2 separate regions of the Anser cygnoides genome follow, and region 1 is linked to region 2. A link is a contact called in public Hi-C data. All regions are on one chromosome and are shown on one strand. Each heading gives the region's core, a stretch centred on a gene start, on an enhancer-like site or on the middle of the called end of the contact. The rest is flanking DNA. Distances are from core to core; before and after follow the strand shown.

Region 1 (4,479 bases), core at 968-3,467, 120 kb after region 2:
CTGAGAAATCTGGTCTCTGTGGACATTAGTGAGGGTTGTTTCTGGGGATATGGCAATCAGGACCATGCTTGAGCAAACACCATGATGCAACAGCATTCTTAACGTGCTTTTCCTCAGAACCCAAACATCCGAAACTGTAAGGGATCCCAATCCGCTGCCTGGATATCATACATCTCACAGTACCGTTCAGATGTACGCAGAGCCAGCTCTGGTATACTTAAAAACTCATTCTAGAAGTATGTGTAACTACCATTCTCTCACAGCACTTTGAATTAGTAGGACTAGAACCCATTCTGTCACTTTTTCAAAATGGCAATGTCATTTCACATTGTCCCAGGCATTTTTGTTTGATTTGTATGTGCCACATTTTTTGCGAGACTGTGCTGAGATTAAAGGTCCTTTTCTTTTCCAATCAGGAATTATTAGATCATGTTGATCTTTTAAAGAAGCATGATTCAGTTTTTTAACAAGACCATCATAACAATCAAAGTATTTCTTTCTTATATTGCTATTCAGGGAAATCATTGTCATTGCTCAGTCCTTCTACACACCCCTTTTCAGTTTTCTCTCATGAAATTGCTTTTCATCTCCAAATGCAAAATATTCCGACAGACTTCTGGGTGCTAGCAGTGTTTATGGAGTTCTTAGAACAAGAATAGTCATTCTTGCTGTATCATTGATACAGAAGATCCACTTCCACCTGCTTATTCCACTGGTGTGCCCTGGCAGCCAGGAGGGCCAGCCGTATCCTGGGGTGCATCAAGCACAGCATTGCTAGTCGGTCGAGGGAAGGGATTGTTCCGCTCTACTCTGCGCTGGTGCGGCCTCACCTCGAGTACTGTGTGCAGTTCTGGGCACCACAGTACAAAAAGGATGTAAAACTGTTGGAGAGTGTCCAGAGGAGGGCTACTAAGACGGTGAAGGGCCTAGAGGGGAAGACACATGAGGAATGGCTGACGTCACTTGGCCTGTTCAGCCTGGAGAAGAGGCGGCTGAGGGGAGACCTCATCGCAGCCTACAGCTTCTTCACGAGGGGGAGTGGAGGGGCAGGCACTGATCTAATCTCTTTAGTGACGAGCGATAGGGCCCACAGGAACGGTGTAAAGCTGTGACAGGGGAGGTTCAGTCTGGATATCAAAAGGTTCTTCACCAAGAGGGCTGTCGCACACTGGAACAGGCTCCTCAGGGATACAGTCACGGCACCAAGGCTGTCAGAGTTTAAGAAGCGTTTGAACTGTACTCTTAGTCATGTGGTCTGAATTTTTGGGCAGACCTGTGTGGTGCCAGGAGTTGGACTAGATGATCCTTGTGGGTCCCTTCCAACTTGGGATATTCTATGATTCTATTCAAGGGACGTCATTGTCGCTGCTCAGCCCTTCTACACACCCCCTTTCTGTTTTCTGTCATGAAATTGCTTATCATCTCCAAATGCAAAATATTCTGACAGACTTTTAGGTGCTGGCAGTGTTTATGGAGTTCTCAGAATAAGAATAGCCATTCTTGCTGTATTCATTGATCCAAAAGATCCACTTCCACCTACTTATTTGCCCTTGGTTCTCTGTAGTTCATGGAAAGCAAATCTACACACTCCTTTCACTACCTTGTATTTACCGTGTAGAAGAATAAGGGTATCTTTTGCTCCTCATCTGCTCATGACAGCTCCTCCATTTGCTCTTTTCCCTCTTTGAGATGACAAGCTTAAAGTCTTTGGACCTTTGATGCTGCCTCCCTCACTTTGTAGGTGGCTGTTAGCGCGTGGCTTTTGCTGCCCTCTCACTCCTGGGGTATGACAGCCTCTAGAGCAGCCTGGACTCCTGTGAGGGCGTTGAACTGTACTTTTTGCACAGCACTTGTGAACTCCAGCAGCATCCCAAATTCCTGGCCCTGCTCACCTGCCTGGACCCCTCAGGAGCCCAGGCCTGGCAGCACACATTTCCAAGCCCCCACACACCCGCTGGGCCGAGGGCACACGGCCAGCTGGATGCACCCCCGCTTTTCCAGCGACAACCCTCTTTCCTGCCACCTCCCTGACGGCGAGGCGGCTCCCCAAAGGGCTTTCAAATCGACACCTCGGGCTAGCCCTTCTTCCTGACAGACCTGACAGCCGTTTGTGCACCTACAGCTGCACACCCCTCCCTCACAGCGCTCCATGGCCTGTGGCCGCAACCCCTGAACGCCCTCCCGCCTTCTCCCCTCAGGTGGCGACACCGCCATTACACCGCCCCGCCCCCCTTAGAGGAGGGCAGGCAGCGGAGCTGCGCGTGCGCGCCGCGGGGCGGGCGCTGGGCGCAGCCGGGGAGGTCGCAGCGCCATGGTGGCGGCGCCGCGCATGCGTGGAGCGGGCGGCGCTGAGGCGGCCCGCGGGCAGGTGAGGGGCGGCGCGGCCCGGCCCGGCCCGGAGGCGGCGGGGGGCAGCCGCGGGGCTCGGGGGTGCTGGAGGGCCCCGAGGGGCTGCCGCAGGGGGCTGGGGGCGATGGAGGGCCCCAAGGGAGGCTCGTTCGGGCTGGCTGCGCGGGGCCTCGCCGGGCCCGCCGTGAGGCTGTCGCAGCTGCGGAGGGAGGGAGGAAGGGAGAGCCTCCGGGGGGTCCCAGTGCCCGCTTCGCTGTGGGTTGTGCTCGGTTTGTTGTTTTCTGAAGGGAAGAGAAAAAGAGGTGCCAGCCCTTCCCAGACCTTCCCGTGACGGGTCCCGAGGGAGCGGCGTGGAGCTGGGTCAGGGCAGGGTCAGGCTGGGTGCTAGGTAAAGGTTCTGCACCGGGGGGTCGGGCACTGGGACAGGCTCCCAGGGCAGTGGTCACGGCACCGGGCGTGTTCAGAGCATCGGCCAAACGCTTCTTGAACTCCAGACGTAGGGCCTGATGTTTGGGTGGTCCCGTGTGGACCCAGGGGTTGGACTCGATGAGCCTTGTGGTCCCTTCCAGCTCGGGATGCTCAATGACCCTGTGATGTGAGGCTAACAGGTGAGGTGTTCGCATTAAACTCACATCTGGCCCTCGTTCTGTGTCCAGTTCTGATTTTTGGAGATTAACATCCATACATATCGCTTCCTTAAGAGAAATATTTTTGTTTTGGAGAGGGGTAAGCAATAGAAGCGTGGACCAGGACTGAACCCTCATCTTCCATTTAAACTTGTTTGTGCCATGAGCATTCAGCTGAGCTGTTCTGTTAGTGAAAGACACAGTGAAGCAGGATTTATATTTTGTAACTTTTAACCCGGTTAGAATTCAAACTGATTAAGACATATATATTGATATTTATCTTGAAGTGCCAGCATTTTTTCTCTATGATATAATTACATGCTTTTCTTACTGGGTTTCCTGATCAGAATCCCTTGACAAGACTTTATTAGAAGATTCTGTTAAGGATCCCAAAGGAGGGACAGTATCTAGGTTGATTTTATGTAGTTATGTCTGTCCTCTATCTGTTAGCAGGTCAGCAGGTGTGACTGAAGACAGAAAAATGAGGCAGAAGGCTACTGAAGAAGTTCTGTTCTGTTGAGCATTTTTCTGTCTTGCTTGTAGTTTTGTAGGTGGTCACGCTAGCATCTCACCACAGTTATCTAATGTACAGAGTTCATCACTGGAGGTGCCCAGGCTCAAGAACTTAGAGCACAACTCTAACAACCAGCTGTCAGGATTTAAGATGAAATTTGCGTTTCGACGTAGTTTGTTCCACAATGTATCTGCTGCAGCGTCATTTGATGTAACTATCACTGGATGCTGCTGTTAATGGGCTGCCGATCTGACTATTATGTGGTCTCCTGAGTTCCTGTCTTTGTGGTTTAAATATACAGCTCTAACATGAGATACAACTTGAAAGGGTTGCTTCACAGAAACATAATTTATACAGATACTATTAGACAATTTCTGCATTTAATCCTGTTGCTTTTCTGTTAGCCAGTCTCATCTTTATTTTATAAGAGAAGCAGGAACTTTTAGACTTAGCAAGCCCGCCTACCTTTAGGAAGCAGCTGAACGTTGTGATGAGTATGTGGTATAGAAGGTCTACATTTTTCTGGGTTTTGTTGGTTTTAGTTTCAGCCTTCCAGAGTTCTTGTTTTGAAAGGGTGTGAGGAGGCATTTCTAAGGCCGAGACTCCACCAGGAGTGATTGCAGGTATAGTATGTGTTGCACCTTTAGCAGTATGGATTTCTTCATCCCCAGCATGTTCTCTGATCACAAGACTTACCTCACTCTGAGAGTGAAACAGACTGTAATAACAAAACCACAGCTTTGGAGGTTCAGCACTTTGTTCTATGGGCTTCACCCAGCACAGCTGACTTGTTTGGGGATTTGGTGCCTGGGGTAGCTGTTTGTAAGATAGGTGTGGACTGAACAACTTTAATTCTTGAAAAATGTTTATGACTATCTCTTAGCTTGTTTTGCCTTTATGGGTGGAGAAGTGGCTCTAATATGTTAGTTTTCTATCTACATCTCATTCTTTGACTCATTTGAGATGCTTCTGTTCTGAAAGTCCCCACTT
Region 2 (4,355 bases), core at 147-2,646:
ATACATCCGTTTGTCTACGCCTACATCTGTCTACATGAACGGACTTCATATGCTGAGAGAATGTTTCTGTGCTCACTTGGACAGAATCGGATTTAAATCTGCTACTGACCTTACACTGCTTATGACTCTGGGGAAATGGTCTCTCCCTGGAAAAGGTCTTACTGAGTTGAAAACTTTTTTTTTTGAGGATGTCAGAGAATCCCTCCTTCCTGACCTGAATCTGCCCTAAAAATTCCATGAGGTTGCTTGTTTGTGAAGACCACCTTCTGCCACGCTGGCCAAAACCACTTCACTGCCTGCTGGGCCTCTATCTCTGCCCATTGCTTGCCTCTTCTCTTAGAGTTAGACCATGAGCACTTTGGGTCAGAAACCCTTTTTCAGTACCACGGTATTCTGTGCTCCTAGTCCCTGGTTAGGACTCTGAGGTGCTACTAGGAAACAAGTCATGGTGATGCTCAAGTGCTCTGAAACCTCATTTGGCAATTTGTAACTCCAAGTTTTGCATCCCAGCAGACACCAAAGAAAGAGGAGTAGGGACACTGGACTCTGGACTTACTGATTTCATTACAAAATGCTATTATGACTAGTTATTCCTTTAAACTAGTTATTCCATTAAACACAGAGATGTGTTTAATGTAGGAGAGAGAAGAAGACAGGTCCCATACCCTAAGGCTCTAACAACCTAGATCTGAGCAGAGAGATCTGAAAGCCTGAGTACATCTAGTTTGTTAAGTGTCAAACAAGGAGCAGGAAACAAGGGTAACTGCAGCATCTGTGGGAGGCGAGTACCTAAGGCAGATAAAAGGCAGGAGAATAAAAAGATTTAAGAGATAAAAATTGGGCGAAGGAAAACACAGGATGCACACGAAGCAGCAGTCCCTCCCTCTGCAGTCTGGCAGGCTGCAGAACAGTCTCAGACGTGACGGGGCCTAATTAGAAATGTCCTTAATTTCAGGTAATCCTGGGCCTCAGAAATGGAAATTGCTCGAGAGTGCTGTTTGAGCACATTTATTTACTGTTTGAAGGGCACGATCCAAGACTAGCCCTGCAAGGAATGCAACAGATAGATTTCAAGCATGCTCCGACTTCCTAAAGTCTCTCTGATCAGAAAAAAAATGGGATGAAATGTGCAAGCACAACCAGAAAACCTTGTATGCAACCACCAGCGGGGCTCGCTGTAAGCAACACCTCCATGAGTGGGTGACGGAGCAGCTTCCCGGCAGCGAGGTGGCTTTAGCCCTGCAAACGCAGAGACGCGGAGAGCAGCTCCTGCTGGAGCTCGTCCCATGGGACCGGGCGCTTCGGCCGCCCCGTGCGCGGCACAGCCGAACAGTCTGGCTGCTCGCGGCCAGCAGGCTGTGTTCTTGGTCTGAGCTGGACCAGCCGCTGTTCCCCGCTCCTTTGACGTGTGCGTGTGTGTTACATGACTATAGAAGGAGCAATCAGTCAGCTCCCAGGAATCTTAGCAACAGCCGCGTCCCCAGAAAAGGCTTGCAGCAGCTGGAGCGCTGATGACTCAGCAGCATGGGCTCTCTGGCCTCTCGCTGATCCCTGGCAAGGACGGCAGCCCCGAGCCCTGGCTCCCTTGTTTGGGTCAGTGCTTTCTCGCTGGCACCAGCAGATGAATTCCTGGATCCTGCTGGCCTTGGCGTTAGAAAGCAACCAAAAATGAGCTGAGAGCTGCAGCCAAAAAAAAAAAAAAGTTTTTGTTCTCTTTTTTTTCTCTAACGACAAATTTAAAAAAAAAAAGAAAAAGTACAAACCCCACAGAATCCTGCTAGTAAGTTATAACGGAGGAGGCAAATGGCAGAGCTTAGCTGTGTAGGGGAAGATGGCCACAAGCCAGGAGACCCGCAACCCTGCCGCCCCTCACAGAACAACACGGAGGGGTGGGCTTGGGGCTGGGCTACAGACTGCCCCGAGCATCACTAGAAGGCTTGTTTTTTTATGTAACGAGAGTTTGGGAATGCGAGGTTGAGTAACTCCGCTGACATTTCACCTAGTTTCAGCCACTAGTGCGACGAATCCATTTGGCCTCGAGTTGTTTTTGCCTCCGAGGAAAATAGGTTTGCACGGCGCAGCCTCCCCACCCTCCTGCCGTAACTCCCCGGGGCGGACATGGAGGGAGATGGGGATTAAAGAGTCGTGGGTCGGGAACACAGCGTGTCTGTGAGCGGCGGGAGGAACATGGCGAGGGGACGGCGAGGGGACAGTGAGGGGACAGCGAGGGGACTGTGAGGGGACGGCGAGGGGCTGGCGAGGGGCTGTGGGCCGCGGTGCCGGCGGGCATGAGGCCCCTGCCCGAGTTCTGGGGGGAGAGGGCGGGCAAGGAGGGGCGGCGGGAGCAGGGGCTGCATGTCTGGGTTTTTTTGGCAAAGGGCTGCCGGGAAGCTTGCTGGTCCGCTGCCAGGCTCCGGCGAGCTCTGCTGGTCCCTCCCTTTCACGAGCACTAAAAATTCGCCCTGAAACAAAAACATGCATGTGTGTGTAACAATCTGCCTTCTCAGCAGCACCGCCACCACCCCGGCATCGCTGGCCTCATTACTCGGAGCAGGAAATGAGTAAAACATAAATGGCTTGGAAGGAGCCAGGAGGGGCCGCTTCTCTCCCCCGCTCCCTGGCAATGGCCGCCTATCGTTACAGTTTAATCTTGGAAATGCCAGACAGCTGTTGGGGTTGCTAGGAGACTGGCACACATTATGCAGATGTCGGGGACCTCAAATGTCTGCCGGAAATTACAGCTCATGTTGTGCGAGAGGAGACGTGCGTTTCCCTGTCTGGGGAGCCCAGCGGGAGCCCTGGGCCCCCCCCGCGCTCCCCACCCCTGAGCTGGGGCTGGCAGCCCGAGGCTTGACAAAACCCAGCGAGGACACCGGCTCCAGAGGGGGAACACAGATCACAGGCGCAGGAAAATACCTCAGGAGGGGAAAGACGGCCAGCGGGAGGGGGGCCACGAGCGGGCCTGGACGCAGCACGGCTCCCCGCGCAGGCCCCCACAGCTGTCCGGGCAAGGCCCTCTCCTTGCAGCAAATTGCCCCGAGTGTTTTTAAAATAAATGCCACACGGCACATTTATTGCACCAGGTGGGGGGCGAGGGAGGGTCCCGCCAAGCACCCGTGGAGGCTTGGAGCTGTCGCAGCAGCCTGCTCGTGGTGGTGGTGCAAAGTCGGTGTGGTCAGGGCCTCCTGCCGCCTAAAAATCCATGCTCTTCTGAGCAGGGAGCCTCAGCAAAATGCTGGGAATGTGGGAAAGCGATCCGGGTGCCCAGCAAAACAGGTTACAGGAGGGTATTTTAAGTGTAGGAGAGTGTACGAGCGTTCAGATGCCCTGGGGAATGTCTGCCTGAATATCCGAGCAGCACCTAAACCGCCTCGCGCAGCAAGGAGCGCCGTGCCACATGGTGCGATTCCAGCATTACTCACCCCCAGGACTCAGCCGCTTCCCCACCCTGTTACATATGACCAGGAAATTATAGCCTGTGCGGCTCTGAGCCTGGCTGAACGGCTGCCATATCATATGATACACAACAGTGGTGTGACTGATGAAACAACAGAGCAATGTGTTTTTACTGAAACTCTGATGCTTCACAGAATAGACGGGCTTGGCTGGGTCAGACTGTCATTTGGTGTCTTAAATGCATGCTCCCTCTTGCACTTCTTGCCATTAATTAAAAATTCTGGATAAAAGTGAAATCTTAATCTTCCTTTATGCTCGTTTCTCACTGCCCTCCTTTTTCTTACAGCAGACTCCGTGGCCAGCCTGTGTGTGGCTCAGACACTACAGTTCCTCAGTCTTTCTTACTCCATCCATCCCACCTGTGGACAGGTTTTAATTTTTCTTCACACTCAGCAGTCACAAGATCTTTCTCCTACAGCCACCCTATCCATGGCCTCTGCATCTCTCATCTCTAGTACTGTAACATTCACTTCCCAGGTCTGCTGCACACCACTCCTCCCTGCCAGGACACACAGCGCATGCAGCCGCAAAGGTCATCGCTGCAGCATACCATATCGTCTCATTCCTCTCTTGAATTTATCCACTACTTCCTTCTTAACTTTGAGCTTAAGGAACTCGTTATTTCAAAGGTCACCTGTGCAAGACTGCTCATCCATCTTTTCCAGTATGTTTCTGCCTGTCTCCTCCGCTAACAAGATAAGTCCTTGCCTGCCCTGTCAGTCTCCTCACACTCTTTCATGCCACCTCCCCACTACATACCTCCTTTTGCTCCTCTTTTTGCAGCAACATCTCTACCAGGGTCAGCTCTCTGCAACTACGGTAGTCCGATTTCCTACAGGTTTGTGCTTCACTGAATCTAAGCACCCCTGAAAGCCTTTTCTTCCTGCTGGGTATTTTTA

Evidence for each region. Hi-C and Micro-C count contacts between places; a contact is called where the count stands out from the background.
Region 1: a Hi-C map of liver shows a contact between it and region 2, with 3 times the contacts expected there. The contact joins the promoter of CIPC here to the enhancer-like site in region 2. A contact is called at or near these places in 3 of 7 Hi-C or Micro-C datasets (granulosa cells and liver).

Annotation. Positions count from the first base shown.
Region 1 is chr5:43,554,922-43,559,400 of Taihu_goose_T2T_genome, forward strand. CIPC (CLOCK interacting pacemaker) reads left to right here and starts at 2,218. Exons shown (of 5, transcript XM_048059782.2): 1 at 2,218-2,368.
Region 2 is chr5:43,438,990-43,443,344 of Taihu_goose_T2T_genome, forward strand. It overlaps LOC106038765 (a long non-coding RNA gene), which reads left to right. Exons shown (of 5, transcript XR_010831885.1): 4 at 1-4,355. Among named protein-coding and RNA genes, the nearest start is that of LRRC74A, 59 kb to the left of the region's middle. Within about 2 kb of position 1,397, at least 3 of the 3 cell types and tissues checked have open chromatin away from gene starts, as enhancers often do. A contact at or near this core is called in liver, where this site is marked.